Regions from separate parts of the Sus scrofa genome. Here region 2 is linked to region 1. A link is a contact called in public Hi-C data. All regions are on one chromosome and are shown on one strand. Each heading gives the region's core, a stretch centred on a gene start, on an enhancer-like site or on the middle of the called end of the contact. The rest is flanking DNA. Distances are from core to core; before and after follow the strand shown. Region 1 overlaps CAMK1D (calcium/calmodulin dependent protein kinase ID). Region 2 overlaps CDC123 (cell division cycle 123).

Region 1 (2,700 bases), core at 73-2,572:
CAATTTAAGGTGTAAAGCATGATGGTTTTTGATTTACATGTATTGTGAAATGATTACCACAACAGATTCAACTAATATTCATCTTCATATATAATATATATATATATAGATAACACACAAACAGAAAAGAAAGAAGTAATGGAAAAATTCTTAAAAACATAGAGCTTACCAAGACTGAATCTGCCAGATACATAAAATCTGAATAGACCAGTTACTAGTGAGGAGATTGTATTAGGAATCAAGAATATTCCAATGAGGAAAAGCTTGGGACCAGAGAGCTTCTCTGATGAATTTTAACAAACATGTGAAGAAAAATTGACACTAATTCTTCTCAAACTATTGCAAAGAATCAAAGAGGAGGGAACACCCCCAAACTCATTTTACAAGGCCAGCACTATCCTGGTACCAAATTCAGAAAAGGACACTACTAGAAAAGAAAACTTGAGGCCAACAGACCTGATGAACATAGATATAAAAATTCTCCATAAAATACTAGCAAACCAAATTCAGCAGTGCATTAAGAGGATCACACACCATGATCAAGAGGGGTGTGTCTGTGGGATGCAAGGATGGTTCAATATCTGCAAAACAATCAAATTAGGAAATTAGGAAAACTACTGTTTGCCAAGGAAGCCAATAACCCTCAATGGAGAAAGGATAGTCTCTTCAGTAAGCAGTGCTGGGATCAGTGGATATTCACATAAAAAAATTGAATCTGCATCTTATGCTACTTAGAAAAATTAACTTGAAAAGGACAGAAGCCTGGTATTGGCTTTGCCCTAGGTTCAATCAGCTCTGCCTGCTCGCCACACAGCTTCCAGGAGTTGTCACTGCTTTTTTGATCAGCTGGGGCTGGGAGGCACCCTCCACAGCAGGGGGGCTGTGACTCCACACCTTGCCTGGACATGTCCTCCCCTGCCTCATATGGACAAAGTTTGCAGGGACATTCACTTTGTCTTATCAAAGCAAAGAATGCTTTGCATGGCATCACTTTTAATTAAAAGATCAGCCAGCAGTAGCATTAAGCAGCGAGTGTTCTGGAGGATAGTTTTAGGGTCTCCGCATCCTGAAAAAGAAAAAAGAAGATAAATGAAAATATAAACTTTTGGAGTTCTGAGAACTCCAAAAGGCAGGAATGAAGGGACATTGTCAGAATTCTTGCAAGGGTGCTTCCTCCTGCATACTGATCCACAAGCGACCCTGCTGAGTTCTTCATCTTGTGGGGACCACCTCTCCTTTTACTTTTCCATCCTTTGTAAAGGAGGGCTTGGAGGTTTTTCACTGTGTTTTTCTCCCTCCTCCCTGCAGGTGGCGCTTTGGCTCCAGGGCGCTCTGGGTGCTCCACTATAAATAGATGCTGTTTCCTCAGAACCAAGTACTTGCCACATCACCTTATGTAACCAAAACAGGCAGTTTTCTCTTTTGCTTCTAGCCAGAAACCAACTGTTCCTGGAATCACAGGGCCATTAGATTTTATTAAGCTGAAGTGAATACAAAGAGGCAGAGAATAAAAAAGAGAACAGGTTTTCGTGACTGAGTTCTATCCAACAGGTTCATGTGGGAAATGGAGTCTGATTTCAGGATGAATCAGACAAGCAACACATACAACAAAAATCCCTGTTACGGTCTCAACAAGTTGATGGAAATTTCGACTACGATGGACCAAATGCCAGTCAAACACAACAGGGGTTTGTGTAACTTTCTGTGTGCCGGGTGTGCTGACAGATGCCTCCGGGGACACCTGGGTGGACCCATCCCCGAGGGAGCTCCGTCCTTCTGGCTCTCTTCATTGTACCAGGGGGGACGCTGTGTGACTGTGATTTGCTGTCGTGGAATAGAGCATCACTCTTCACAAAATCTCCCTCTGCCCGGGTCCTGACTGCCCAGGCACTGCATTTGCACTGGCTGAGGTTGGAGAGTGTTCTGGGCAGCCGGTGGTGGGTTAGTCAGAGCCTGCTGGCCACATAGGAGTCCAGCCGCCAGACCACAGCTTGCAGGATCCAAGTCCTAAAGAAGCCTGTGTCCCCAGCTCCCGGTCATCATCCAGAGCGCTAACAAAAACCAAGAGCTCTCACAAGTACTGCTTTGCGTCTCTGTCCCCACTAACCTGCAAGCTCCTTATTTTTCTTTCCTTTGTCTTTTTTTCTTTTGCAGGTCAATGGTTTTTAATTTAGTTGCAATGCAAGCTCTTCATTTTTCATCTGGTCTCTTTCACAGCTAGTGTAGTTTCTAGTCCGTAACAGGCAGGCACTCTGTAAACATGAATGGGCTGAACGGAGGGGCTACGGCCCAACTGCGGAAAGGTGTCAACAGAGTGTCCAGCATATTCTGGTGGAGGTGGTATAACATTGCTATTTATAAACCAGCGTCATCCTGTCTGGACCCGCCCATTTGCAGACATATATATACCCTGGGTTCTGAGTGGGAAAACTAAAGAATTTGAGTGTCTATGGGTCAGTTAGTTACAAATGATAACACACAGTATTTCTTGGAAAGAGAAATAGATACTGCTTTGAGCACTTACACAGTATCTCACTGAATGCTCACAATAACATGTGAGAGAAGTATTGTTATCATTACATTTTTTTCAAGACCACACCTGCTGCATATGGAAGTTCCCAGGCTAGGGGTCAAATCAGAGCTGCAGCTGCTGGCCTACACCACAGCTCATGGCAACACTGGGTCCTTAACCCACGGAGC
Region 2 (2,700 bases), core at 14-2,513, 430 kb after region 1:
CTCACCGTACCTAAGTATATAAGAAAAAAAAATTAAGTCATGGGCAGAAATAAAAAAGAAAAATGTTGCTCGTCAGGATCCAAAATAAGATTTCGGGTACAGAATCCATTTCTTTCGTTATCACCGGTGGCGGAAAAGGAAAGATAAGAAATGATACTGAGTCAAGGGTGACTGGGGGTGTTCATTTGAGTTTCTGCAGAATTCTTCAAGAAGAGATAAAATGTGCTATCCAAAATTATAATGATCTAACACAACATTGTAAATCAACGATACTTCAATTAAAAAAATAAAATAAATACAATAAAATTAAAACAATCTAAAGGGGGAAAATCATCATCTAAATAAATGACTCCATGGTTAACAAATCCAACTAGGAACCATGAGGTTGCGGGTTCGATCCCTGGCCTTGCTCAGTGGGTTGAAGATCTGGTGTTGCCGTGAGCTGTGGTGTAGGTCGCAGACACGGCTCGGATACAGCATTGCTGTGGCTCTGGTGTAGGCTGGAAGCTACAGCTCCAATTAGACCCCTAGCCTGGGACCCTCCATATGCCACGGGAGCAGCCCAACAAATGGCAAAAAGACAAAATAAATATATAAACAAATAAGCCTTTAAAAAAAAATCACAAGGTAGACGTTCTGTTAGGTCCAACTTAGGTACAAAATTTAACTCCCCAAACTGTTTGCTGCTGAATTTTAGGATTAATAGTTTTGTGATAATCTTAAAAAATGTATAAGAACTGTATAAAATGTAATAAAAAAATGTATAAAAATTATATTAATAGCTGAGCTTGGATTACTAAGACACGTGAACTTTCCTGACCTCTTGTAACTCTATTCCTTAGTCATAAGCCTCTCAGAGAAACAAGGAACAGATTCATTTTTTCACTCACTCAGCCCTTCTAAATGTCAAATGAATACCAGGTTTTTGGTTTTTTTTTCTGGTCCTGGGCTACTGAAGTGACACCTCATCGATAACATAATTAGTGAAAGCAGCCTGCTGATTCGGTAAGTCTAATCACAAAGAATGCTTATCTAGGCAAATAATTCATTCCAGCAAGTATTAATGCAGACAGATTATGCTAAGTGTGTCATATGTCAACTGCGACTTTTTAAAGCAATAACCATTTGACAACAGGAAAAACAAGAGTATTTACTACCCATGCCAGATGACAGCAGTAGCAGGCAGTCCTGGCCGACTCCCCTCTGGCTAGTCCCAGCCTCCTCCCTTGCCAACGGAAGGGTGGTTGCTCACATGAGGACACCTGGCCCTGAGCCTCAGCAATGCATGTGATGCATGTGTCCTTCTGAGCACACGGTCCTCCAGGCGTGAGCCTACACCCCAGCATCGGGATCACCTGGGAACTTGTAAGAAATTATATTCTTGGGCCTGACTCCCAGCCCAGCGAATCAGAAACCCTGGGGGTGGGGACTGGCAATCTGTGCTCTACCAAATTCTCTAGATGATTCCGGTGCAAGCTAAATTTGAGAGCCTCTGGTCTAAGCCAATCATGGCATTTCTATTCCATCTGCCAACTACTAGATTAGGCTAAGAACCTGTCTGTGTGACCTGAGCCTCTCTGCAAGTCTCCTGGGGAGCTTCCAGAAAGCTCTGCTTGCTCACATGCAGAGAACAATGAGTGGAAACAAATGAACCCCTTCTGTTTTTGATGCAGTTATTGTCACTTTCACGCAATATTTGTGACAGCAGTAGCCGCCTTACAACCGTCAGGTGACGAACTCAAATACCAAGGCAATAAACCAAGGATGACACAGGGAAAGACTGAAAGAGCCTGGTCCCTGGTGCCCTCGATGAGATGCTGAATTAACCCTAGAAATATCCTGTCTCTAGACTCCTTGTTAAATAATGTACTTTTTAAAAACCTGTGTAAATTCTTCTTAGTTAGCCCTCTGTTAACCTGTAATCCTAACGTCTTGTTTTCTTGCATTGAAGCAAGCTCTCAAGAGTATAATTTTATGTAATTTTCACAATGTTACATAATAATATATATTATTATATACTATAATATCCTATCTTTATTTCATTCCATAATATTTTACTTTGAAGTATTTAGGAAAGGAATTTACAACTTTATTAAGTGAAAATACAGAGAACGTTTAGAAGAATATTATTGAAGTTATATTCCGATTTTGGTTCTATTAGCTAGTTTATAGAAACAAATTACAGAACAGATCTAGGCATCAATTTTCTCTCTCTCTCTCTCTTTTTTTTTTTTTGTCTTTTCTAGGGCCGCATCCGCAGTACATGGAGGTTCCCAGGCTAGGGATCCAATCAGAGCTGTGTCTGCAACCTACACCACAGCTCACAGCAAGGCCGGATCGTTAACCCATCAAGCAAGGCCAGCGATCGAACCCACAACCTTATGGTTCCTAGTCGGATTCGTTAACTCTTGAGCCACGATGGGAACTCCTAGGCCTCAATTTTCTGACAGAAGAGTCAGATTACATCATTGACAGGATCCTGTCCAATTTAAAGAACTGTACTCTTTTCTTTGTTGGCCACCCCACAGGATATGGAGTTCCTAGGCCAGGGATCAGATCCGAGCCACAGCTGCAGCAACACTAGGTTCTTTTTTTTTTTTTTTTTTTTTGTCTTTGCTATTTCTTGGGCCGCTCCCGCGGCATATGGAGGCTCCCAAGCTAGGGGTTGAATCGGAGCTGTAGCCACCAGCCTACACCAGA

What was found. Hi-C and Micro-C count contacts between places; a contact is called where the count stands out from the background.
Region 2: a Hi-C map of embryonic fibroblasts shows a contact between it and region 1, with 2.7 times the contacts expected there. The contact joins two enhancer-like sites. A contact is called at or near these places in 11 of 47 Hi-C or Micro-C datasets (brain, embryonic fibroblasts, fetal heart ventricle and 5 more) and 1 of 2 datasets of contacts at active chromatin or transcription factors (skeletal muscle).

What each region holds. Positions count from the first base shown.
Region 1 is chr10:59,311,304-59,314,003 of Sscrofa11.1, forward strand. The region is part of intron 2 of CAMK1D (calcium/calmodulin dependent protein kinase ID); the gene reads right to left. Among named protein-coding and RNA genes, the nearest start is that of CAMK1D, 140 kb to the right of the region's middle. Within about 2 kb of position 1,323, at least 14 of the 83 cell types and tissues checked have an H3K27ac peak or open chromatin away from gene starts, as enhancers often do. A contact at or near this core is called in embryonic fibroblasts and skeletal muscle, where this site is marked.
Region 2 is chr10:59,740,413-59,743,112 of Sscrofa11.1, forward strand. The region is part of intron 6 of CDC123 (cell division cycle 123); the gene reads right to left. Among named protein-coding and RNA genes, the nearest start is that of NUDT5, 24 kb to the right of the region's middle. Within about 2 kb of position 1,264, at least 10 of the 83 cell types and tissues checked have an H3K27ac peak or open chromatin away from gene starts, as enhancers often do. A contact at or near this core is called in embryonic fibroblasts and skeletal muscle, where this site is marked.